Linked DNA regions of Mus musculus: all the other regions are linked to region 2. Evidence: chromatin contacts called from public promoter capture Hi-C data. All regions are on one chromosome and are shown on one strand. The core of a region is the stretch at or near the end of the contact, and the rest is flanking DNA. Distances in the headings are between cores, read along the strand shown.

Evidence for each region. Promoter capture Hi-C pulls out the DNA fragments that hold promoters and counts their contacts.
Region 1: a contact with region 2 is called in a promoter capture Hi-C map of cranial neural crest. The contact joins the enhancer-like site here to the promoter of Btn2a2 in region 2. A contact is called at or near these places in 8 of 39 promoter capture datasets (cranial neural crest, frontonasal cranial neural crest, hematopoietic stem and progenitor cells and 5 more), 3 of 115 datasets of contacts at active chromatin or transcription factors (embryonic stem cells and stem cell-derived neural progenitor cells) and 1 of 9 other capture datasets (macrophages).
Region 3: a promoter capture Hi-C map of hippocampal neurons shows a contact between it and region 2, with 4 times the contacts expected there. The contact joins the promoter of Vmn1r199 here to the promoter of Btn2a2 in region 2. A contact is called at or near these places in 4 of 39 promoter capture datasets (the HPC-7 cell line, cranial neural crest, hippocampal neurons and 1 more).
Region 4: a contact with region 2 is called in a promoter capture Hi-C map of second pharyngeal arch cranial neural crest. The contact joins the promoter of Pom121l2 here to the promoter of Btn2a2 in region 2. A contact is called at or near these places in 16 of 39 promoter capture datasets (the 3T3-L1 cell line, the C10 cell line, the HPC-7 cell line and 11 more), 1 of 484 Hi-C or Micro-C datasets (bone marrow-derived macrophages), 5 of 115 datasets of contacts at active chromatin or transcription factors (acute myeloid leukemia, embryonic stem cells, large pre-B cells and 1 more) and 1 of 9 other capture datasets (macrophages).
Region 5: a promoter capture Hi-C map of liver shows a contact between it and region 2, with 5 times the contacts expected there. The contact joins the promoter of Vmn1r192 here to the promoter of Btn2a2 in region 2. A contact is called at or near these places in 3 of 39 promoter capture datasets (hippocampal neurons and liver).
Region 6: a contact with region 2 is called in a promoter capture Hi-C map of hippocampal neurons, with 3 times the contacts expected there. The contact joins the promoter of Zkscan8 here to the promoter of Btn2a2 in region 2. A contact is called at or near these places in 5 of 39 promoter capture datasets (cranial neural crest, hippocampal neurons, liver and 2 more) and 1 of 9 other capture datasets (liver).

Annotation. Positions count from the first base shown.
Region 1 is chr13:21,856,827-21,861,198 of GRCm38.p6, forward strand. No RefSeq gene overlaps it. Among named protein-coding and RNA genes, the nearest start is that of n-TTagt4, 3.0 kb to the left of the region's middle. Within about 2 kb of position 2,620, at least 7 of the 459 cell types and tissues checked have an H3K27ac peak or open chromatin away from gene starts, as enhancers often do.
Region 2 is chr13:23,487,249-23,491,300 of GRCm38.p6, forward strand. It overlaps Btn2a2 (butyrophilin, subfamily 2, member A2), which reads right to left and starts at 1,609. Exons shown (of 8, transcript NM_175938.3): 1 at 1,388-1,609; 2 at 585-714. The coding sequence starts at 669.
Region 3 is chr13:22,380,173-22,384,272 of GRCm38.p6, forward strand. It overlaps Vmn1r199 (vomeronasal 1 receptor 199), which reads left to right and starts at 2,366. Exons shown (of 1, transcript NM_134213.1): 1 at 2,366-3,469. The coding sequence starts at 2,366. The coding sequence ends at 3,469.
Region 4 is chr13:21,979,296-21,983,331 of GRCm38.p6, forward strand. Pom121l2 (POM121 membrane glycoprotein-like 2 (rat)) reads left to right here and starts at 1,886. Exons shown (of 1, transcript NM_001162928.1): 1 at 1,886-4,036. The coding sequence starts at 2,266.
Region 5 is chr13:22,185,353-22,190,073 of GRCm38.p6, forward strand. Vmn1r192 (vomeronasal 1 receptor 192) reads right to left here and starts at 2,696. Exons shown (of 1, transcript NM_145845.1): 1 at 1,794-2,696. The coding sequence starts at 2,696. The coding sequence ends at 1,794.
Region 6 is chr13:21,528,699-21,533,027 of GRCm38.p6, forward strand. Zkscan8 (zinc finger with KRAB and SCAN domains 8) reads right to left here and starts at 2,416. Exons shown (of 6, transcript NM_139141.4): 1 at 2,247-2,416. It overlaps Gm32724 (a long non-coding RNA gene), which reads left to right and starts at 2,371. Exons shown (of 5, transcript XR_001780870.1): 1 at 2,371-2,456.

The DNA.
Region 1 (4,372 bases), core at 1,370-3,869, 1.6 Mb before region 2:
CTTTCTCCCCACCCTGGAGCATTCAAGCTTATGCAGTGTGTGCTGGAAGACTGACCGTGTAAAGGACCACTTAGGCTGAGGACCTGCTTCAATGACAGAGGGCGTACCTGGCCCTGCGTTAGATTGCCATTACTACAAAATTAAAGTAAATAAGATAATAACAATTACCCTTACAATGAAAATGAATATTACAGAATGATATGTAGCTCAGAAAGCACTGAACATGTAAAAGAAAAATATGACAAATATATATAATTTATCACAGTTCAGACATTCACAGATGTATCTGTGCCAAAGGATCAACAAATGGCTCACTGCCTGTTTTCTCCCCTCCCCTCCCCTCCTATCTTCTCTTCTCTTTTCTTTCTGAGACATTGTCTTGCACTATAGCTGAGGCTAGCTTCTGTAGCCCAGGACTGATCTCAGATTTTGTTCGATCAAACATCTGTCTGTGGTCCAGGATCAACTCCAGACCTACTGTATTGTTTACTCTCATCCAGCCCCTCCGTACTGAAGGACAAAGCATCATTTACAAACAGAAAGGTCTGCCTTCCAGGGATTCTTTTGTCTGTTGTTTTGAGAAGTGTTTTTTCTTGTAACCCAGGCTGGTTTCAGATTTATTAAGTAGCTGAGACTGCCCTGAACTCCTGATACTCGGAGGCATCTGCCTCCCCAGTACAGGACACTGAAGGCCCAGAGCTGCCTTGCACCAGCTGTCTGTTTCTTTCTTTATTCTGCCCAGGATTAATTGTCAATATTGGACACTCACTTAACTGGTGAGTTTTGAAGTCCACACAGAAATTTAAAAAGAAGTACAGTGGTAGAGAATGTTAGGGAAAAGCTGAGGGCCAGCTCTTCTGACCTGGAGTCCAAGCAGGGACTTTAGGAATGAGATGAAGAAGAAAACAACCACATTGCAGAAAATGGCTTCCAAACACTGGTATGCTCCAGACTCGCCACAGTCCACTGTCCGTGTGGTCTGCTGTAGTGTTTCCTTTAATGTCTAACACAGAGGCTGAAGTCTACAGTTCCACATAAGCTCAGGATCTTTGGCCATCAAACACAGACAACTAAATTTTAAACTGCCTGGTGCCACACCTTAATCATGATCACACAGAAACCACTCAAGCATACTTTCTAATTATGACAACATTCCACTGTGGGGTGTTTGGAGTCAGTGGTTCCTGAGACACTAGAGATGGAGTTCCAACCAAGTCCCAGACATGTATGTCACAAGCTAAACTCACTGTATTTGTTTTAATGAGAACTGCTCCCATAAACTCATATATTTGAATGTTTGGTTCCCAGTTGGTGAACTGTTTAGGAAGTATTAGGAAAATGTGGCCTTACTGAAGGAGGTGTGTCACTGGAAGTGGGCTTGCAGGTTTCAAAAGCCCAAGTCAGGCCCAGTCTCACTCTCTCTGTAAGCTCTTATCCACTGCCTCAGCACCAAGTCTTGCTACCTGCTGCCATGGTTCCTTCCATGATAGTCATGGGCTTTCCTTCTGAAACTGTAAGGAAGCCCGCAGTTAATTGCTTTCTTCTCTAAGCTGCCTTGGTCATGGTATCTCTTCACAGCAATAGAACAGTAACTAGGACACTCCCCAACCAACAATCCTCCTTAAAGCCTGTGGTAAGATCCAACTTCTCTCACCTATTAACACCCTTCAAATTATTAAAAGTCCTGTTGGTTTCAGCAGCACCACGTGTGAAATGTCTATTCCCTCTGCTCTTTATCTGTCTCTGTCTGAGTCCCCAGGATCTCTCCTTTGCCACAGTCTACACCAACCTCTACTTACTCCCCCTGCTTTTGAGATCAGTGGTCTAATTCAGGCATGTGGTTGGTGATCACTTGTAACCCCAGTAATAAGGAGGATTGTGGTTAATTCTTAGTCAGCCTGGGCTACACACTGAAACTTTGTCTCAAAAATCAAATAATAAATTTCCAAGTCTTTGTTCTTTCTTTCTGGATCCCAAGCTGGCCTGGAGCTCACCTCATAGCCCAGGGTGACTTTGCATTTGTTACAATCTCCTACCTTAGCCTCTAGGAAGCTGGGATTACAGGCACCACCAGGCCTGCTTCTCTCAGCTTCCACAGTAACTCTGTGTCTTTCTGTCTGTCTGTCCCTCCTCACTTCCTTCTTCCTTTCTTTTTCTATGTCTCTTTGGAGACAGGGTCTGATTCTGTAGCCTAGGCTTGCCTGGAACTCGCAGTACTCTTCCTGTCTCTGTCTGCCAGGTACTGGGATTTGAGATGGACATACTATTGTGGGATTCTGATCAAAGAGACAGAACTCTAAAGACAGAACGTTAAAACGGCTTTAATGTGCATGCACAGGGTCAGGTGAAGTATGGTTTGTAAAGAAAACTTACAGTGAGTACAGCAAAATGGTGCTTTTTATGTGGCTTCTGCTTCTTTGTCTGCTGAATATGGTAAGCTTTTAGTTGTTTTAAAACCTTAAAGTAGGATTCTAAAGATGGCATGGATGTGGAGGAAAGGAGGGCTGCTTGGAGCATGTAGGAACATCTCACATAAGCATTTTGTCAGGGACTAAACCATGCAGCAGACTCTTTGTCCCTCCTTCAAGGTCTCTGAAAGGCTTATTAAGGAGGGAGGGAGGTGTGAGAGCTGTATGCTCAAGGACAGTGCCAGACTGTGCAGCTGTTTCTGTTTTTCTATTCTATGGGTCTTACCGGCCCCAACCACACCACCACATCTGGGCTCTTAGGGTGCTTTCTGAAGCAAACTATAATTGGCTCCTTCTTTCTGCTTTATTTTATAATCCAGTTCAACAATCTCTGGGTTTGAATCCTCTGCTCCATTTACATTTGATGTGGTTATTCATATGATTGTATTTTTGAGGAGTTCATTTTTCATATCCCATTCAAAAACTAAGCCTAGGACCATTTAAGCCATTTGCTATCTCTACTGGGGGGAAGATTCTGCTTCTGCAGTCTGCCACTGATCCACTTGACCTTAAGGCTGCCTTCTGCAGCCTCCAGTAAGAATCTCAAAGTAGCTGGAGGCTAGGTAAAGTCTTGGCAGGGAATTGCACTTCGCTAAATTGAAATCTCCAGGAGAAAAGGGGAGAGGGAGTTATCTCTGCCCTTTATTCTCAGTACTTGTAAGACTCAGAGCATGTGTTCTCATGGAAAAAACAAAACAAAACAAAACACTGCAGGTCTGCACATAAATTCAATCAAAAATTGAATAGGAGGTTATAACAGAGAATGCCTATGTGCGCATACACTAAGAGCAATTATCTGGCTAAACTTTCACCATTTGTTAGTAGCTTGCAGTCGTGGAAAATTTTTAGACTATAACTAAGCTGTCATTGAAGTTTTGACAAACTCAGTCAATATCTTAGCCCCTGTTTTTGCACCTGGGGTCCTGTGGTACATATCTTCTTTACAACATTCGGTTTATGATGGAATATGCCCTAAATTTTAGAAGTCTGCTGTTTTCTCAGAAACAACTAAGCAGTCCTGTTTTAAAAGGAACTCGATGTGCTGTGGAGGTTGTCACTTGGAAACAATGGAAATCCTGACATGCTAGCTGTTTCTGCAGAATAAACGCTCTTTGTCTTTGTATATGCAAATCTGAGTCTGGGGTCTTCCTTCCTTCGGTGTTTTTCAGACCCTTGCAACTTAATCTGTGACAGAATTTTCCCTGTCCGATCAGATTAAAATATTAGTGCAGCAGGAAGCCTGTGATTAGACAGGGGGAAGGAAGGCTGAGCTAGGAGTTGCAGAGACAGAGTGTCTCAGAAGGAGGAAGGTCAAGGTGGAGGCGGAGTTGTGAACCAGAGTGGCTTTAACCAGCCATTGGTAGTCATGACCTCATAAAGGTTAGAATATTGGAATAATTTGTCTAATCTAGGTGGGCAGATTTTATCATTACCAATTGACTCTGAAATTATTGTATTGGCATCTTGTGTATTGAGAATTTATTGATATATAAATCTAACTAGTTAATTATAAGCTTCAAGAGTTTTGACTTACTCTGTTACTGAAATGTGGGACCACTGACTACAGGAGTTTATGGCAGAGAGGGAACTATCAGCTCCAGAGTCAAGCAAACCAGAGCTGGGAACACAGCAATCTGTTGCTGAGGGGGCTAACTAGAGACAGAGCTCTCAGGACCACTCAGGGGCCCGAGAGTTGCGGCACAAGGGCGGAAACATGCTGGTCGATTTTTTAATATTTCCTGCAACGGGTGTGTTTGCTTCTTTTTTTTTTTTCCCCAGAACTTTCAGGTTACATTTAAATTGTTATTATGAGAAATCTTCATTTTTTTAAATGAAGGCACTTAATGCTATGATTTTTCCTCTTAGCACTGATTTCATTGTGTCCCATAAATTTTGGTATGTTA
Region 2 (4,052 bases), core at 359-2,858:
ATAGCAAGTTCAAGCCCAGCCATGAACAAAAACAAAATAGTCACCCTGAGCATAAAGTATAGATCCAATGCTCAGAGAGACTTGTTCTTCAGTACAATGCCTGAGTGTGGCACAGACCCAGGATTCCAACCACAGCCTGTGCATGCTAGGCAAGCACTCTACCGAGTGAGCCACATTCCTAGCCCCCTTGTTTTGTTTCCTGAGATAGCATCTTATTATGTACCCCTGGCAGACCTTGAATTCCTGGCAGTCTTGTCTCAGCCTCTTAAGTTTATAGGTGTGTACCTCCACACCTGGCAAGGCATTTATATTAATATTTGATTATGTGGTGTTAAACAAAATATATCATTCAAATCTACGTCATCTATTTTTAACTCCTTTGAATGTTGCCACTTGGACATTTACAGATCTCCTTTGATGCTCTAGCTATATTTCTGTAGGACAAAATTGGGATAAATCCAGTGTCCTCATTCAGAAAGATGAGCCAACACAGCTGCAGTCCCTATTCCTGTCTCTGTCTATCAGGAGAACTGTGGCCATTGCTTTCTGAAAAACTGAGAGGAGCAAGAAGCCTACAACTGTACCTGAGACCAGCACAAACAGGCTGAGGACCAAGAAGAAGAGAAGGGAGGCTATCGGGCAAGAACGCAGGGAAGTTGTAGGCTCCATAGGTCTTCAGGACAGAGTCACCTAGGTCACGTGTGGACAGAAAACCTAGAAGTACAGAGGATAAATCACCCACGGTTCTCATGTACATGACACCTTTTTGTCCCTATGCTGGTCTCATGAGCACTCAGACTTCTGCCTTAGATGGACTCTTGCCCTATGGAACTGGTTATACCTTAATAGTTGGATTCACCAAACATTCTATTAAACAAACAACATAAGCACCAGGCAGGCAGTTTTCTGTTGTCTTAGGCTCAGTTGTCTTTCCAGAGTCCAGTTTCTTCAGCTGTCATTTGATATTCCTCCCCCTCCCTCCTCCTCTTTCTTTCTTCTTGGGCTTTCCTCCTCCTCCTCCTCCCCCACTCCCTCCTCTTCCTCCTCCTTCCCTTGTTCTCTCTCTCCAGCCCCTTCCCTCTTCCTCAACCTCCGGGTCTTTCTCCTACTTCTCTACCCAGTTCTTCCTCCTCTTTCCTCCTTCCCTCGTCCCAAGCCTTCTTTCCTTCCTCCTCCCCTCCCCCCTCGCCTTCCCTGTACTCCCTCCTCCTGGTGAACCTCAGGTAAAACTAGGTAGGTGAGACTACCCCCCCCCCCCCAGGTATTCTTTCCAGAGTCAAAGATCTGGCTTTTCCCTCCCAGCAGCCTGTGTTGTGACACCCTACCCCCACCCCCTATTCCTACAGCCCCTGCTAGGACTCAGAGCGCTCCCCATCCCCTCCCCTACCTTCTAGAATTAACTGCGTTTTCTTTTCTTCTCTGACCCTCAAATGCTGATTATCTTGCCTTTTCTCTACTCTCCAACTTGTCGCTGAGCACAGTCGCCACCAGAGAACAAACTGCTACAGTAGAGAGGAAAGAATTTTCTGTTCTCCATTACTTGCAAAGTGCTGGGACTCGCGACAGCAGACCTCGGAGGACCCATTCCGCGTGCAAGTCTCACAATTTCCACTAAGCAGTTCAGAGCCCGGGATTGGCCTGCCTTAAGTCATCAGCCAATAGTATTCCTATGTCTAGCAGTCACTTGTTACTAGGTAGCATACACAGAAACAATCCTTTCTCCCTCCTGTCTTCCTTTCCCTTGTGCCCCTTTCTTCCCTTCCCTCTTATTGCTTCCCTTTCATGCGCTCCTTTCTTCCCTTCTTCTTCCCACTTGAGAGGTCCTAGAGTTGGGCTTGGTGTCCAGAGGCCTCATCCCTGTGTGTTGAAGTGTGTGTGAAGAAGGGAGTAAGGGAGCCAGATGCAATCCGGGTGTGCTGACTCACACCTTTAATCCCAGCACTCAAACTCTTGGATTAACTCTTTTGGGACAGGGTCTTACTAGCCATGGCTGATGTCAAACTCACAGGCCTGTCTCTACCTCTGCATGCTGGAATTAAAGGCATGGAATTAAAGTCACGCCTAGCTTGATTAACTCTTAAGGGAGTAGACAGTGCTAAGACTTTGTTCTTTAGTTTTAAAAAGTCTCCCATGGGCTGGAGCTATACTCAGTGGTTAAAACTACTTAGTGCTTTTCCAGAGGCCAGTTCAAGGCCAGCCTGGTCTACAGAGTGAGTTCCAGGACTGCCAGGGCTACACAGAGAAACTCTATCTCAAAATCCGAAAAAGGAAAAGGTGTTGGTGGAGAGCAAGACTCAGACTGAGCAGTAGAAATGGGTTACACTTGCTATGATCTCAGTAACGACCTCACTCCCTTCAGACCATGTATTGGTCTGCTGTCTCAATTCTGTTTCTTCTCCCTTGGAGTAGACTACCCTTGGCTGGTTTTTCAGCAGTCTGTCACGATCTATGAGGATTCTTTTGATTGTCTTCAGAGACCTAAGAGTCATCAAGAGGCAAAACTCTTTTCAGTTAGAAGCAGCCAGATCAAGTTGATGCCTATTTCCTAAATGGTTGTAAGGTATCTAGTGTGGTCACAGCAAGCTTAGAGGTCACTGAATCTCCCTGTCTCATAAACAACAGCTCTTAAAAACAGGAATTAAAACAGGACTTTGATGACTGTTTTTTAAAAAGGGCATTTGAATGGTGTCTCTGGCCCTTGTTGAACCTGACATTTTGAACTTCTAGAAGGATCATGTATGTTTGAGCAGAGGCTTTCTTTTTAAATGATCTTATTTTATGTATTTTATATGTGTGAGTATGTGCCACATGTGTGAGGTTGTCTTGGCGGGGGGGGGGGGGGGGCAGAAAAGGACATGAAATCCCCTGCAACTCAGTTGCACTCAATGCTGTGGGTGCTGGGAGTAAAACCCCCGGGCCTCTGGAAAAGCACTAAGTAGTTTTAACCACTGAGTATAGCTCCAGCCCATGGGAGACTTTTTAAAACTAAAGAACAAAGTCTTAGCACTGTCTACTCCCTTAAGAGTTAATCAAGCTAGGCGTGACTTTAATTCCATGCCTTTAATTCCAGCATGCAGAGGTAGAGACAGGCCTGTGAGTTTGACATCAGCCATGGCTAGTAAGACCCTGTCCCAAAAGAGCTAATCCAAGAATGCCTGGCTATCATCTGGACAGGAAAACCTGCCTCAGGAAAGCTGTCTGTTGAGGAGACTTTAAGAAATAGTATAAAAGCTGCTTTAAAAAGTAAATTGGTATAAAGGCCATCTCTTCATTCCTGAGAGTATTTTCTTCCATAATGGTCTGTCTGCTATCATCTCCCCAGTACTCCTACTTAACCTTTTATAAACTCCATTTTTCTTCTACATTATACTTCCTATATACATCTGAATTCTTTTGGAGAAATCACAAAGCTCAGGGGAGCTAGAAAGTATGCAGAGTGAGTCCCTAGCAACAGAGAGACAGCTCACTAGAAGAGTACGTGCCTAGTGTCTCTGAGTCTATTGCTTTAATCTCCAGTATTGCAACAAAAACTTCCATATATTTGGCTGGCAAGATGACTCATTAAGGTTTCTGTCGCTAAGCCTGATAACCTGAGTTAGAACTCTGACCCATGAGAACTAACACAAGCAAGTTGTCTTTTGACTTCCCCTGAAAACATGTTTCCAATATGCTTATTATTGTCTTAAGTCTATTTAATGAGTCATAGCTTTTGATTCCTCACTAGAAATAAAAGATCTCAGATGTAGTGTAGAATATACATTTCAAAGTTGGGAAGTAGGCCAATGGGCATATCTGTGGGAAGTTATCTTGTTTGTGTTAATTGAAGTGAGAAGGCCCACCCACTGTGGGTGGCACCATTTCATATACAGAGGCTCTGAGACTATAAATAAGAGTGCAGAAAGTGATTTGAGTAGTGACGTTAATGCATTCTTTGCTCTGTATCTCTAATTATAGATATGATATGACCTGCTCCCTGAAGCCCCTGCTGCTATGACTTCTCTGTGCTGAACTATGAACTAAGACAAACCCTTAAGTTGCTTTTGTAAGGCATT
Region 3 (4,100 bases), core at 1,116-3,615, 1.1 Mb before region 2:
CTAAGGTTATATCTTTTCCATTTTTTAAGGAATCAGTAAGATAGAGAAGATTTTTAGGTATCTATAAAAAATTTGAGACAAACATAATGATATACTCCTGCAATATCAACATGAGAGGAACGGAGGCAAGATAATTGTTGAATGCTAGCCTGCTTTACACAGGGAGACTCTATCTCAAAAATAAGATAACAAAAGAAATACATGCCAAAATTCTTATAATTTAGCATCCATGCTTGCCAGTATTGTGACTCCAACAGTGTCACTAGTTTTGTAAAATGTGTATTTTTTTTTGCTTTCTATATATTTCTATGCTTTATATATTGACATATGTCTTCTTTACTGTACCATTGAATTCCTAATTTAAAACTTTTCCTTTTATATCCATCCTAACATTCTTTGGATTTTATCTCATACTACTATGCATATTTGTCACTTTACTTACTGCATACCTGCTGGGTATGTAGACAGATAAGTCACTAGCGTAACAGTTACCATTACGATATTGAGAAGTACTGCTGTAAAGATCCAGGCCGTGAACCAACTACATCCTGAAACAGCTCATCCCCCTGCTAAGCAGTAAGAAATACACAGTTTTTGCTTTTGTTTGTTCTTTTTAGAAAACCAGAGTGGATGATTGTAACCTTCCAAGGCTTGGGGATTAGATGCTGACAGGGTATCACCCATCTATGTAAACACAAGGACAGCCCATCTTTTAGTATTTCCCATTATGAGTTAGGATGAGTTGATAACAGGGTTTTTTTTTTACAGGTTCCAATCACTAACTGAAAACTTTGTTTTTATGTTAAATCTGTTACTGCTGCTGAATTCCTTGGTATTAATGCCCAGAGCATTATTCACTGTGTTCAGATATTTAGGATGATGTTGTGTTTTCCATGATGCTGTAGAGGAGCAGATGAAAGGCAATAACTGACTTTTAGAGTCATGAAGCCATCTGGACACAAACCTAGGGAAGAAACCAGGTTCACACATACCAAGTGTGCAATCACCAGGGTATAGACATTTAAATAATCTTGTGAGCTTGACAGGAAGGAAAGCAAGGAACAGAGGCATTCCAAGTACTCAGAACACACAAACCCATGGAGACACTGAAGCGATCCAGATTGCTCTTATTCTAGGAAAGTTGCCCAAAGCTTGCTAAAAATAGCCACGGTATGAGAATGGAGCTCCAAACATCATACTGCTGAGGTTTAAGTTCTGAAATCAGCTTAGATTGGTGTAGAACAAAGCAGCCTGCCTGACAAACAGGTTGGGAAAGAAACAGGAGGAGAAGCAGGCTGTAAAGCAAGCTGACATAACCGCTGCTCACAAGGCCTCACAGAGGCAAATGTCATCAGGACCTCTTAGATGGGAGAGTCCCTGCTCACAACTGTATACTCCAACCTTCTCTGCTGCATACAGCCAGAATGAGGACTCACAACTCATAAACTTACATACATGTTTACTCATCTCATGGCAATACCTAACACCTCATCAATCCCCTCTTCCATCTGCCTTACCAGCCACTGGTACAAAGCTGCTCCATGCTCCCTTAAAGGTCCCGAGGTAACTTACTCATGTGCCTCACACATGCACTAAAGACATCCCCTTGTATCACAGCCCTCTGCTACCCAGTATCCCAGGAAGCATTCTAGAGCTCAGCTAGACATCCTCCATGCCTGGAACCTGGTGGTTAAATGAATTTTTCAGGATATCTTTTGGTCATTCAGGCTTAACTGCTGGGCCCTACCCAGAAGGTTATTCAATTTGCTTGACATAGAGGACTGCCTTTAGAAAGTACCCAGTAATCATTTGTATGGAGTGAAATCACAAAATGGTCAATATCTAAACTTTTAAAATATTAAAATATAGAAATACAAGATACAAACTTAGGAGACAAGTACAAATCTAGACATTGTTGTGCTAATCAAGATGCAGATAAGAAAGGGATGTAGAACAAAGAGATGTGAAAGATAAAGTAACTAAAAGTGAGAGATGCTGCAGGTGTGGAGCAGCAGGGTTTCCCAGTGTCTGTGTGTGATGTGGGGAAGGCAGACAGGTTCAGCATGAGCCTTGGGCTTTAGGAACTGGGTGAGGAAATATGAAGAAATACAAGGAGAAACAAGAAATTTTGTTTGGGGAAGCTTGAAGTACAATTCAACTATGCTGAGAGTTAATGAGGGTAATGCATAAATGTAGACAGACAGACAGACTCACAAACATGAACATGTCAGTTTTACTAGTGTAGAGCTGTTAAATCAAAAACCTTTAAAAAAATTTACATAGCAATCAAATACCAAACACTTGTTAGTACAGGTTAACCTAGAGCCCACAGGAAGAGAGATGTTTCTGAAACCTCACATGCAGCATGCATCCACCACTGCCTCTTGAACACCAGAAAATGCTCTCATGCAAAATGTGCTGTTCAGATCCATGTCCAGCATTACTGATTCTTTCTTTAAAATGTATTTGCATCCTGCACACAAGGAAGGAAGAAATGATTTTGAAGTTAATTAAGAAAATACTTTTTCTCTTCATGACTGTGCTTGGCATTATGGGAAACATGTCTGTTTCTGTGAATTACATGTTCAGTTGTTGGGGAAGCCCTGAGAAGAAACCCGTACACCTTATTCTTATCCACCTGGCTTTTACAAACACTGTCATCCTTCTTGCAAAAGGACTGCCAAAGACTATTGTAGCTTTTGGTTTGAGAAATTTCCTAGATGACTCAGGCTGTAAGATCATTGTTTACTTGGAAAGGGTGGCCCATGGCCTCTCTCTCTGCGCCAGCAGTCTCCTCACTGTGGTCCAGGCCATCATCATCAGCCCCAGAGCATCTGGATGGAGGATGCTCAGGCCAAAGTCTGCATGGCACATCCTTCCATTCTTCTTATTCTTTTGGTTATTCAGTGCATTAATAAATATGAACCTAATAAATTCCATCACAAGTACAAGACTGAATATATCACAATTTAAGACTGATAGCAATAATTGTTATTTTATGTTACCAAGTCAGAAAATAAAAGGGATTGTTCTCCCTCTCATGGTCCTGAGAGATGCAGTCTTTCAGGGTGCTATGGGAGGGGCCAGTGGCTACATGGTATTTCTTCTCTATAAGCACCACCAGCATGTCCTCTACCTTCAGAACTCCAAGCTTCTTTACAGAACTCCTCCTGAGCTGAGAGCTGCCCAGAGTGTTCTCCTTCTGATGTTCTGTTTTGTTTTCTTCTACTGGACAGATTGTGCCTTTTCCCTAATTTTAAGTCTCTCCTCAAAGGACAACACCTTAATGGTAAATCCTCGAGAACTTCTGACCCTTGGTTATGCAACGTTTAGTCCCCTGGTGCTGATTCACAGGGATGGGCTTCTGGTTGAACGTTGGCATGTTCAGTGGGAGAAATTGAGAAAATGTCTCTTATTTATATGTTCAACAAGGAAGAAGAAACTCTCAGTTCTGCAATATTGTGGGTAAGAAAAAATCCCACACAACAGTTTAGGCATGCATTATTCTCAAACAATAATCTTGGTTATTCAAGCCTTGCACTGAGGTTTATCTTAGCAAATTGCAATAATCAAGAAATCCCAGGGGCTAAACCACCTACCAAAGAGAACACATGGAAGGACCCATGGCTCCAGCTGCATTTGTAGCAGAGAATGGCCTATTTGGACATCAATGGGAGGAGAAGCCCTTGGTCTTGGGAAGGCTCGATACCCCAGTATAGAGGAATGCCAGGGCACGGAGTTGGGAGTGGGTGAATAAGTGGTCAAGCACCCTAATAGAAGCAGGGAAAGGGAGGATGGGATGGGGGTTTCTGGAGGGTAACCTGGGAAAGGGAAAGCTGATAACATTTGAAATGTGAATAAATAAAATATCCAATTTAAAAAAAAAAGAAATCTCAATCTCTGTTGGCTACTCTTTATGGGACTTTATAAAACATTTTTTGTATTAATTTTCTGTACCAATAGTTTGCCTGCATTTATGACTATGTAGCATGTGAATGCCTGAGGTCTGTACAGACTGGAAGAGATCCCCAAATGCCCTGTGATTGACTGGATTTAATGGATGGTACTGAAGTAATATGTAGTTGCTGTGAATTGAACCT
Region 4 (4,036 bases), core at 636-3,135, 1.5 Mb before region 2:
CGCAGTGGGTGATGGGCAGTCTTAGGGAGCTCACCTGCCCACTTTACCACTTCCTGCATGGTTTCTGCCACCTGGCCTTTTCGTTTATAAGAAGGAACCCTGACTCTGCCCCGTGGGATTGCTTCTCCTCTGAGCCTCTGCTATGCTCTTCTGTGTTCCTTAGTTAAACTTCTTAGCCCCAACAGTCTGCTTCAGTGTCCCCTTGAATCCTATACCCAATCTCTAACTTTGCTTCACACTGGCCTGGCCTGAAATTCTTTTCTGTGGTGAAGACAAAGATTCAGCCTTACCTGGATGGAGGTCTCTGAAAGGGAACTGTTGGCTTGGCCATGGGGTTTTGTTTGTTTGTTTGTTTGTTTTTGTTTTTGCCCCTGCCTTTGCTGGAAATAGACTCAGCATTAAGATAGTACACAGACTTCTAAACTGGCTCTCATGACTTCAACTCTTTCCTGGCCATTGTTGTTCAGTTTGGTTCTTTTAAGACAGGTCGATAAAAAATCCCAATAGTCAATTTTTACTACTTAAAAAATAACAACAATTGGGCAATGGTGCACACCTTTTATCCCAGCACTCAGAAGGCAGAGGTAGGTAGGTCTCTGTGAGTTCAAGGCCAGCCTGGTCAACATAGAGTGAGTTCTAGGACATCCAGGGCTACATAGAGAAACTCTGTCTCAAAAACAAAACAAAACAAAACAACCAAAAACCAAAACCAAAACCAAACCAAACCAACCAAACAAAAACAAAACAAAAGATAACAACAATAGCACACAAATCATTATACTGTTACCTTTCTGTCCTCTCCTTTATTCTTCCTTCTGCCCCAGTCTTAAGCAACCAGCAATCATTCCTGTGGATTTGCAAACTCTGTTTTGTTACATGTGTGGTGAACTCCCACAATTGAATGATTTTCTCAGCATACATTGTAAACGTATGTCCCATTCAGTCATCCTCACTCAAATTTTAGTTCACCTCCTTCCCCAGTTTCTCTATGCAACCACCTCCTGGGGACACTTAATAGCTGGATACAGCCCTATTTATTCCTACCCTCCTTACATGCTAGGGGCATCTCAGTGTGAACTTCTAGAACTGTTTCACATTTGTAGATAGATGCTCTATTGTTGAGACATAGAAGTTTCTACTTTCTATATTTCCTGAATGTCTTACAGTAGCTCTGTGTATGTGTGGGGTACTTTCGTGTGCTCATGGAGAGTCTCTCCACCTTACTTAAAATTTTAAAAATTACATTTCGTGTATACAGTGTGTATGTATACACAGTATGTATGTATATACAGTGTGTATGTATACACACACACACACACACACACACACACACACACACACACGCTATTGCTATATTGTGTATTTGGAGCTCAGCGGACAGCTTATGGGAGTTAGCTCACTCCTTCCACCAAGTGCATGCTCAGACTTGGCCATCTTGCTTGTCAATACTGTTTTGAGAAAGTGCTTGGTTAGCTACTTGTTTTGTTTTGGGTGAAATGTAAGATTCTAGCTCATGGCCAGGCAGAGTTCTTTGATACTTTGGTCCACTGGCCAGCATAGGGGTGTAGAGTGAAACTTTCTGTATCCCCCTAAGAAGTCAGTTTTACCTTCAACTTCTATCAACTTGTTTAACACACTAATTCTGCAAGTGAATAGAGGTTTGGTCGGGAAGAGGAGCTCCAAGTGTCTTCTAAATAGACCCTTTCCCGCCAGGGTGCAAGGTTACAAATCCTGACTTTATCCCCTGAAGGTATGATGCTGGGTTTGGCCATGAGGAGGCTCTGATAGAACTCACAGACATTACCTCAGCTGGCTGCTGCCTTTCCCATTGACAAGTCACAATGCCCTATAGCCTGCCTAAACAGTTCCATCTTCCTCTGGTCCTGTGCCCTCTCGAGCACACCCACTCGTTCCCTCGTACGTTCACTCGTACGATGAAGGGATTCAAATCACCCAGAGTCGCTTCCAGCTCAGAGTTTGGGGAACTGGGACGCGCACCAATGCGCATCCAGGTCCAAGGCCGGGTCCTGCCTGGATGCTAGACACCGAGCCCCCATGAGCTCTGCCAGTGTGGTGCTCAGACCGCAGATCCCAGAGCGGGCTGACGTGGTTGCCGTGGCCCGCGTGTCGCCAGCTCCCCAGTTCCCTCGCGCTTTTCTGGCGCTCGTGGCCCAACCGTCACTCGAGCAGCGGATGCTTGGATTCGGCCGCCTCCGCCGAGGTTGAAACGGGGCTAGAAGTCACCGCCCGTCCGCGCCTCTCAGCATGGGCAGCTACCTGGGCAAAGCGGGGTCCTCGCCGCGGTCCCCAGCACAGGGGCGCGCAGACTCAGGGGAGAAGCCTGCGAGCCGCCGACCCGCTAGGCCCCTCTACCAGGTCCACCGGGTGCAGCATGTCCACCGCGCCCAGCCCGCTCGGAGACACAGGCCGGCCCGGAGGCCGCCCAACTGGGATCCCGCCAACCCTACCGCTTTCGTCAGTGAGGCCTGGAGGCGCTTCCCCATGAAGAGGCCACAGAACCCCATCATGGGCTCTCTTCCTTCAGACTGGTGGGAAAGTTACCTGAAGCGTAATATTTGGTCCCTTCGTCACCCTCGGGCCACATGGAGTCCGGTGACAGTCAAGATCTCGCCTCCTGAGCGGAGACCACGGCCCTTGTTCCCGGTCTCAAGAGTGGTGAACTCCGCGGGACCTTCAGAGGAGCCACCAGGGCCCTGTGGAAAGGACCCGGTGCTGAGGGCCCTCCTCCAGTGCAGGAAGGGCAGAGCCAGGTGGGAAGAGCCACTGTTCCCGGACACCTCCGACAGCCAAAGGCATTCGGCCTCCGTATGGTCCGCCTTTAAGCCCCTGTTGAAAAGTGGGGCCACTGTTTCGTTTGTGGCCAGGCCTGGGTCTCTGAAAAGGAGACCCCATGTCCAGAGCTCAGATGATAAATGTAAGAGATCCGGTTGCTTCTCTGGGGCCCTTGTGGCCAGCATACATACCCAAGGCCCCCCCAGCACAAAAAGAAATGCTATTACCAGTTCTTACAGTTCTTCTAGAGAGCTCTCAGGATCTTGGAAGAGACATTTTCTCAGGACATTAGTCCAGACTCCAGAATGGCCATTGAAAAAAGCAGGAGAGAGTCCTAATTCTCACCTCTCAGTCACACCCAGCAGCTCTGGACAGCTAAATGGAGAGATTCCTCTACTGCAGTCTGGCCCTAGGGACCTGCTAACTATACCTTGCCAGCAAGGTCCTGTTGTCACTGAAGAGGACCCAACATTAGAGGGGCAAGCTGTGCCGAGCAACCAAACCACAGAAGCTACAACCGGGACAGCCGGAGACTCCATTCCAGAGATGAGGGCTGGAATTCAGCCTACCTTGTCTCTCAGTCGGTCGTCTTCTGAGAGAGTTCTTAGCACCCACGTGAACCCTCAGCTGGAAAGCTTGAAGAATATGCCTGCCCCACTCGGGTGCTCACAGTTAGAGCACATCCAAGGCATCTCTTCAGACTCAAATCCCTCAATTGCTTCCACCCAGGCGTCTCCAAGCTCTCCCACAACACCAGTCACTGATTCCACCTGGCTATCTTCAATCCCTCGGGCTCACAGGTCTGCTGTGCCCCCACACTCATCTGTCATTAACCCCACAGCACCCACCACACAAAGCACTTTGGTTGGGGTGGTGAGTAACCCAATTCTCCATCTTCCTGCATCTGTACTTCCCGTGGAGACGTCTTCTCACTTAGCATTAAGACCTATTTGGGGGCCTGTTCACAGTACTGAGGTTAGAACTGCCTCATACTCCAGAATTTCTGTCATGGCTGAGGCCTCTTCAAGCTCTTCTCCCTCTACAACTCCAGGTATCTTAAGGCCCACCTTCAAGCCTATCTTTGGCAGTATAGAACCGCTTCAAACTATGTCTGAGACAGCTCCTGTGCACACCAGGCAGCCCTCTTCTTCACTGAGTTCTGATTCTACCCATCTTTTCCACAGCCTAGCCACCACAGCCCCCTGTGTGGTTACGTCTGTCATTCCAGCCAGCAAATCCAAAG
Region 5 (4,721 bases), core at 1,446-3,945, 1.3 Mb before region 2:
TAAAGTCTTGACCTCAGAAGGAGAGGTTGCTTGACAGTTACATTCCTTCATCGTTGACACTTCTGACAGAGGATCATCTATAAGTCACTAGGATTACTTAATATTTAGACCATACATCAGCCTTAGAAGTTTCATTTGCTAGCAAGGAGTACTTTTAAAAAGTGCAAATTTTTCCCATTCCAGTGAGATGCATGTATCCCCAGTAGAGCATTCATCTTTACTTAGTCTCTTTGGGTCTGTAGATTGTACTTTAATTATCACTTACTTAACAGCTAATATCCATTTATAATTGAATACACATCATATTCATATTTCTGGGCCTGGCCTACCTCACCCAGGATGATTTTTATTGTTCCATTCATTTGCCTGAAAATTTAATGATATCACTTTTTCCCTAACAGCTTAAAGAGGGGGAGGAAGAATTGTAGGAGCCAGAGGGAACAAAGACACCTATAGACCCACAGAATCAAGCCCACTAAGAAGTACAAACATATATTCTATATCTAATCTCTATGAGCTAAAGGTGTATGCATTATAAATTGTTCTTCCATATTGAATTTTAGATGTGGGGACATAATGTTTGCTATGCAGCATAGATTGACCTGGTGGTCTGCATGCAACAGAAGCTGATCTTGAGGTAACTCAGGGGGGCAAGGAGACTCAGCAACACGTGGATGTTCAGTAGAGGACATAGTGTGTTACTGGTAGTGAGAGATGGAAGATTCAGTGTTTAAAATCTAAGATCAATGTTTTAACCCACCAATGTGCCAGTGAGCCCTGGGCTACAGCATGAACCCAAAAAGCATCATTTCTGAGAGGCCATTTACCAGAGATTCTTGTACTAGCACTATAAGTTCTAACCCAGTTATAATTGGGCAGCATCATTGACATGTTATTTTTCATTCTGGAGTGTGCTATGGTGGCCTTGCTTGTTTCACTGTTATTTTCACTCTGTAGTATTAGTTCACCTCAGATGAGGTACATTTCTTCATCTCCACCTGTGATGCTTGACCCAGGGAGTGGCATTCTTCAGAGGTGTGGCCTTATTGGAATAGATGTGTCACTGTGGGTGTGGTCTTAACACCTTCACCCTAGGTGCTTGGAAGTTAGTCTTCCACTAACAGCCTTCAGATGAAGTCAGAACTCTCATCTCTGCCTGCACCATGCCTGCCTGGATGCTACCCTGTTCCTGCCTTGAGGATAATGGACTGAACCTCTGAACTAGCCCTAATTAAATATTGTCATTTATAAGACTTGCCTTGGCCATGGTGTCTGTTCACAGAAGCAACCCTAAGACACCACCTAACTATTTTTTTCATGCTCTGTCTTTGGAAAAAAATGCAATAGCAATTTCTGATAGAAGTTTTACCTCTAGCATTTACCCGGTACACATAAAAGGAGAAATCACATGGCAGAGATGATGGAATAGGAAGATGGTAAGAATCCACTTTCAACTTGCCTAGAAACCCTCAATAGGACTTAAGATTGTGCAGTACCAGGGTGCTTTAGAAAAGGAACTCTATTCCCATAATATTTAATTTTAATATAATATTTAACTGTGATAAATAGAATATTAAGGCAAATGACAGTTTGATGAGGAATGCTGCAATCCCAGCAATTAGAGTGCTGAGTTACCTCAAAATCAGCTTCTGTTGCATGCAGACTGCCAGGTCAATCTATGGTGCATAGCAAACATTATGTCCCCATATCTAAAATTCAATATGGAAAAGCAATTTATAATGCATACACCTTTAGCTCATAGAGATTAGATATAGAATATATGTTTGTACTTCTTAGTGGGCATGCAAGACATTAGGAACACGAAAATCTCTGCTGATCAGAACATAGGGGCTGAAACTAGCATAACCAAGTTCTAAAAATGTTTTCATATTTAGTGAACTAGAATCATGTGTCACTGAAAAACCTGTGTAGAAGGAGAGAATGAAATCTACCCAATAGAAGAAAAGGAAGCAGGTCATAAGAGTGAGAACCCTCCATGTAGCTCTGATTTCTGGAGCAGAGTTGTTTGCAGACCTGGAGCTGTAAAGGTAGAGGACATGCTTGTGATGCTTATACAGATGGAGAGCCATGGACCCACTGCTCCAGCCCATGAGACTCTGAAAGATGACATCACGAAGAGTCATGAGAGAGAGGAAAAACCACTTGATGATGTGTCTTGATTGGAGCATATAGCAGTGGCCAATGAATGTTGCAGCTACAGACCTGTTCAAGCTACTGCCTGCTTTGATGTAGGAGAGCAAGTTGGAGCTTATGAGAACATTAACAATCCAAAAGACAAGGATAAAGGGAAGAACTTGGCATGCTGTTTGTGGTTTGAGCTTTGTCCAAAGGGCAGTCCTGGGACTGATGGTGATAGCCTGGACCACACTGAGGAGACAGGTGGTGCAGATGGAGAGGCCCCGTGCCATCCTTGCCAGATAAACCACAGTTTTACAACCAGTATCACCTAGGAAGTTTCTGAAATAGAACACTGTGGCTATATCTCTGATCCCTGTGCTACAAATAATGATTATATTAGAAAAAGCCAAGTGGATGAGAATAAGGTCAACAGGCTTTTTCTCAATCCACAAGGCAGGCATGTATATATGTCTCACAAATATTAGGGTATTTCCCAGAATTCCAGGTCCAGTCAGAGAAAGAAAGATTATTGTGTGGATAATATTATTCCAGTTCATCTTCTGACTTTATGCATAACAGTAGGAATAATCTCCTTAACACATGTAAGATTTTCTATGTTTATTCTGATGAAAATAATGGTCTCAGCAATGTAAATTCATATGTTTCTTTCCCTGAGGATGGTTGATCACAGTCTTTGTTTTTCCCGTGGAAGTGATGATGGCTAAAATCAGGGCATAAACCTGATAGTTTCCTGCATTTCACGACAATCCTTTGTTCCTCAAGTTCACATGACCATGTTCTTCCCAGACAAAAGCTTTATGCATGGCATCACTTTGGCATTTTTAAACCAACAGAGTCCTGAGCATTGGCCTGGCAGGCTCCTTCCTTTTCCTTCATGTCACCCAGTGTGAGTTCAGGCTACTAGACTGTCTTGTGCTTCATCCTGGCCTCTTCACTGACCCATATGCAACCATCACTCAAATGTTGTTGAACTCATAAAAAGCTTGTGGCTTCTCAGAAAGTTGTGCTTGGTCAAGTGGACCAGGTTCTCAGCTGAGATGATATGGTATCTCCTCTTCTCAGGCCCCTTGACCATAAATTATACACAGGTTAATGACTTAGTCAGGGTATGAAAATCTAGATTAATGGCCTCAAAGTGGGACTAACTGTGATTAAATTTGTGTTCCCAAAATGCATGTGTGGAATTATAGTGAAAGTGATTTCTTTTTTACCTTAATTAATTAACAAATTAAATTAATCCTGTGTTTTGTTTTGTTTTGTTTTTCGAGACAGGATTTCTCTGTATAGGCTGTCCTGGAACTCACTTTGTAGACCAGGTTGGCCTCGAACTCAGAAATCTGCCTGCCTCTGCCTGGGCTGGGATTAAAGGCATGTGCCACCACGCCCAGCTTAATCCTGTTTTTACCATGTCTCTTGGGAACACTTCCCCTAACAAAACTCCAACAAAACTGTTCTCGAAGAGTCTTAACAAAGGTGTACCTTCCCGATTGTTTTAAGATGGGTTTAGTTTAGTGATGTATTTAGTCAGAAATCTGTCAGCCTGCCAGACCTCCCCAATATCTCACACTGTGAATGTAATCACTTTATGAATGGTATGTTAGTTTCTCTGTTTTTCCTTTTTCTTTTTTTTCACTTTGTTTATTGCAGTAAAAAATGAGCCTTGGAGGCTGAAACTTACTCCATTTGTATCACACCTCACAAAACACATAGAACTTCACACAACAACCTTAATTTCAATTTGTCCTTCACAATTTAACATTTCATCTACGTCAAAATCAGTTCTGAATTACTTTGAAACCCTCCCAAAGACATGTTGACTTTGGTGCTTACATTTCCACAGTAATATGTGCTGTATTATCCAGGACTGATCTTTGCCCATTCCCCATGCCTCATAGCATCTGTTTAGTGCTTTATCACTTAAGATTATCCTTGTCCCTGCCTTCAGAAGGCTCTGCTGCCTGTGTATATTTTCCCTTCCTGCACAGGGCAGTGAGCAGGCCTCAGAAACACCAGTTTGTATGCTTTATGTAAATATTAGTGTAGTGCCTGTTCAAAAGATCATAGGTTGCTCAAGGAAACTGTTGATTTAAAACTGCACTTTAATCACAGATATAAACTGACAAAGCAATTTGCAGAAACATTTGAGTTGGGCTCTTCCCGAGGACTGATAAAGCGCAGTATTCTGGAGAAGTCAAATCCCTTGGCATAGTTGGTAAATATTTAGCACTTATTCCTTTTTGTAATGTCATGAGCTTTTAAGAATTTTACTAAAAAGCAGGGGTTATCCTTGAAGTAACTTAACCAACAATGCTCCATTTTCTATCAAAATATCTCTGTATTTATCTGTTTATAATTCGATGTGTTTTAGTTGTACCTTTGTGATCTCTGACTCGCCAATAGCAAGACTTATAATGATACACACACACACATATGCATATGCACACATATACACACACATGTCTATCCCAGGACAATTGGGAAGAAATACTTATGTACACATATATATGTATATGAATATAAATATATGTATATATATGTATGTACATATATATATATATATG
Region 6 (4,329 bases), core at 1,166-3,665, 2.0 Mb before region 2:
ATATCTACCTTCTCTCGAACTTTCAAAGTAGTTCGAATCCTGCAACTTTTCTGTTTTTGAAGCTGTTTTGGCTTTGCTGGTTGTTGCTTTTTTGATCCATATATTAGAATAAGCTTATTGATTCCCAATAATGCTAGAATTGAACTTGTGTTGAATCTATATCTCAGTTTAGAAATACTATCTTAACAGTATTGATATCACATTATGAATGACATCTTAACAAGGGTTCTTCAGTCCATGAATGTTATCTTTTCATTTAAGTCTTCTTGGACTACTTTCATTGTTGGCCAAATTATTTATTTTCCTTATTCTCGATATCTACACACACTACTTTTCTCACAATGGTACATTATTGGTTGTAAAAACGTTTTGCTCTCTTAATTTCATACTCATCAAAATTTTATCTTGATAGAATTAAAGAACATTAGAGCGCTATATTTACAACACAACATAGAATGTGTCTAGATTTGTTTTAAGAGTAGAGGCTCCAGGTCCAAAGAGCTCACTTTGATGTCCCTGTTTCTTTGTGGGGAATACATACACTAATGGTTTCTGTTCTTGTTTATATATATATCCCTTGCTAAGGCTGCAGTGGTGACTTCTCCTTGACTTTGGTTAAGCTTCTCATCATTCATGTTACTGTCTTCAAAAAAGATGCTTATAAATGTACCCTATTTGCAGACTGTAGATAGATATAATCAAATTAACATGAAGTTATAACTGAAATAAGATAGGTCCTCAATCCAATATGACTGGTGTACTGTTAAAAAGACACGGGGCTCTGAGGGACCGTTCAGGAGATAAAGGTGCCCACTGCTGAGCCTGACAACCCGAGTTTACTTTCCCAGAACCCACAAGGTGGAAGGAGAAGACAGACTCCTGCAATTGTCCTCTGACCTCCACTACGGTACTGTGGCATGAGTGGACCTTACCTATCCTCCCCAAACAAAACAAAATTCTCTAAGGTTGTTTTCAAACTGGTGATTTCCCAACCCTAGTACAGCATGCAATTAATTACGGGCATGCACCAACATACATGGCCATTTCATTCTCCTCTCTAATAATTTTGTGCATACACATTGCAGTGTTGGAAAGTACCTACAGAGAAACACTGATCCCTACACACCATCCTTGAAGAACATCTGGTCAGGATGATTGCCTTATGAACGGAAAGGCAACAATCTTAGGCTTATTCGGGATCGAAAATGTTAAAGCCTTGAAAACTAAGGAAGGCACAACTCAAATACTGGCTTCTCAAGAGATGCAGGAGATGTACTTTCCTTTCTGATTAATTAAACTTGAGAGATGTCTGAGAACCGAATACAAACCAGGAATGATAATCTCCAGGTTTTAGAGATTAAGAAGAAGTAGATGAAACAAACATGCTTTGTAGTTATCTGAAATGGCATTCATTCATTTTGTTTGTTTGTTTTGGAGATTTTAAAAGTTATTTTAATAAGGCTTGAGCATGAGGGTTAGGAGAAAGGCACTCAGGAGAGGGCCAGACGCACAAGCGTGGCTATGGGCTTCTCAAGGAAGTTGCTTTGATGAATGCTTTTAAGACTGACATTTTTATATTTAACCACAAGGAACTCAAAACGTGCACATTCACTAAAATGATGATTGCTGCATAGCAATACTTAAGTGAATCGGACAAATAGAAGTATGTGGTCAAGTGGTGGTCAACGTCTTAGAAATCCAACAGAGATTACTCATGAATGACCCGAGTTTTGGGAATGGGAACCTACCGAATTTTCAAGATTCTATTTCAGTTAGCTTTAATAAACTAGGTAAGCAAAGTATTCTGAATAAGGTTTAATTTTGTTACCCCAGAATTACTTAAAGTATTTCTTTTGCATACAACTGTTCAGCCATTACATGAACTACTTTCATAATATACTTCTTTTATGGGTAGAAAAAAAAAAAAAAGAGTAACAAAAAAAAAAAAAATCAAAGATTTCCACGTGGGGTAGAGGCTTCAAAAGAAAAAAATTATTATCTTTAAAAATGAATTTTGAGACCGATCGGCAAAACTGCTGAGTAGAAACAGTTGGTACACGGGCCGGCTTTACAAGTAAGAGCGAGTGCAAAATTATATACATGATGACTGGCGATGAGGAGAGCCATCCCGTAGGAAGTTGGGGCCGGGTGTCGGCCTGCTCAGCGGCGGCAGGCCCTGAACCGACCCGCTCCCCGCTCTCGGGCCTCCGCTGCCCGAGCGCCCCTGCTCGGCCCAGCGCACTCACCGAGAGCTCCCCACGCTGCCCGAGGGCGGGAGGCGGCACAGCGCGGACAGGGAAGCGCGCGAGGAGACGCGACGGACACCGAACCCGAGCGGGACCCCTGCAGCCGCTAAGTTCCAAACCCTTGGAGCCGCAGAGCCGGGCAGCACGCATCTTGCCCCACAGCCACTTCCGGAAGCTCTCTAGGAAGCTCGGAGGTCTGACAGCTCTATGGTAGGCCAGCAAAAGGACCGAGCGCCCTCAGCTACACCAGGTGGAGGGCGGCTATGCGGGACATCCTGAGGAGTGACATAGCTTTAAGTCACCTAAGCTTTTGTCTGGCCAGCCTCGGGCTTCAGGTGACAAGTTTAAGAGTTGGGTGGCTGATCACAGATCCAGAGGCCTGCGCTGGGCTCAGGAGTATACTTAACGGATTTCTCTTTATTCTTCTTAGTTACCTTGTGCTTTCCCATTAATGCTTCATGATTACTCCAAATTCCCAACTTTCACTGCGTATTGAAGAATTTAAACCTTTGTAGTTCCTAGGAACAGTAGTATATTTATAAAGTTCCTACTGACCATTGCTTTCTCTTTGACTATGAGTGTTCTCATCCTCCAGATACTTATGGTTGGAAACAACAAAACGTCTACAAAATAACCAGACCCCTAACTTAAAATTTAAATAGAAAATTGGTGGAAAACAATGAACATTGGTTTACTTTTTAATGTCAAAGACAACTTTTATCTGTTTCAACTTGTTGAGATAGAGTTGGTGAATCTCATTCTCATCTCGAGGAAATGAGGCAGAGGACATGTGAATGTCTTACCTAGTGTCATATAAACGAATGGACAAGCAAAGAACTAGAACAGAAGGGAGAAGTCATATTCAGCCAGGAATTGCCAAGCTTGGGTCACAAGTGAACACAATAGACAGGGTTACATTTTGTTGTTTTGCTAGTTTAGATCAAGTCTCTCTGTAGCCCTAGCTGGCCGCAGGGCAAACTTCCTGCCTCACCTTCCCAAGTGTTGGGATTAAAAGCATAAATCAAGTGATTATAAATTTGGGATTATAAAATTGGTATTATAAATGTAAGTCAATACAAATAGGTTAAAGCCTTCTGAAGTTGATTCCTCTTTCAAAACAACTAAATTAGAAATAAAAGAATATTTGACTCATATTCTTTGATTCAAGTTTTTAAATGATGATTGAAGTTTTGCCCACATTATGGGCACTCGTGGTCTCTAAGGTAGATTCTGTCTATTAATCCTGAGCACTAAGTAATTTTTGGTACTGTTCTCTTTTTAGTAGAACTAATTTACTCTATAAATTCTCTGATACCTAGTTAGAGCCTAACTTATACAGGCTTTCCACACTTTATGTACCCATAGGGTTTTAGCCTATATGGATTCTCTGATGTTTAATAACACCTCTGTGCCCACTGAGATCTTTCCCATACTCTATGTTTATAGGACTTCAGTGTGTGTTCTATAATTTCCAACAAGATGTTCTTGTTGAATGAAGGTTTTTCTGCATTTATTACATGTACTGGCTGGTTCTGTGTGTCAACTTGACATAAATTAGATTCATCAGAGAGGAAAGAGCCTCAGTTGAGAAGATGCCTCCATGAGATCCAGCTGTAGGTCATTTTTTCAATTGGTGATCAATGGAGGAGGGCACAGTCTATTCTGGGTGATGCCATCCATGGATGATAGTCCTGGTTCTATAAGAGCGAAGGCTGGACAAAGCAGGGGAAGCAAGACAGTAAACAGCCTTCTCCATAGCCTCTGCATCTACTCCTGACTCCAGGTCTGCTTGAGTCCCTGTCCTGACTTCCTCCAATGATGGACTATGATCTAGAAGTGTAAGCCAAATAAACCCTTTCCTCTCCAATTTGCTTTTTGGTCATGGTGTTTCATCATAGCAATACAACCCTATACAAATTGGTACTGGGTATAGGGTATTGCTGTGACAGACCTGATTATGTTTAGGGGGAGAAATGTGGAAGGACTGGACATTTGGGCTAGAAGGACCATTGATTGTTGAAACCTCAGTGTTCTGTAGGAGCTTGGAAGACAAGAATGTTGGAAGCAGTGCTGAAGACAGAGG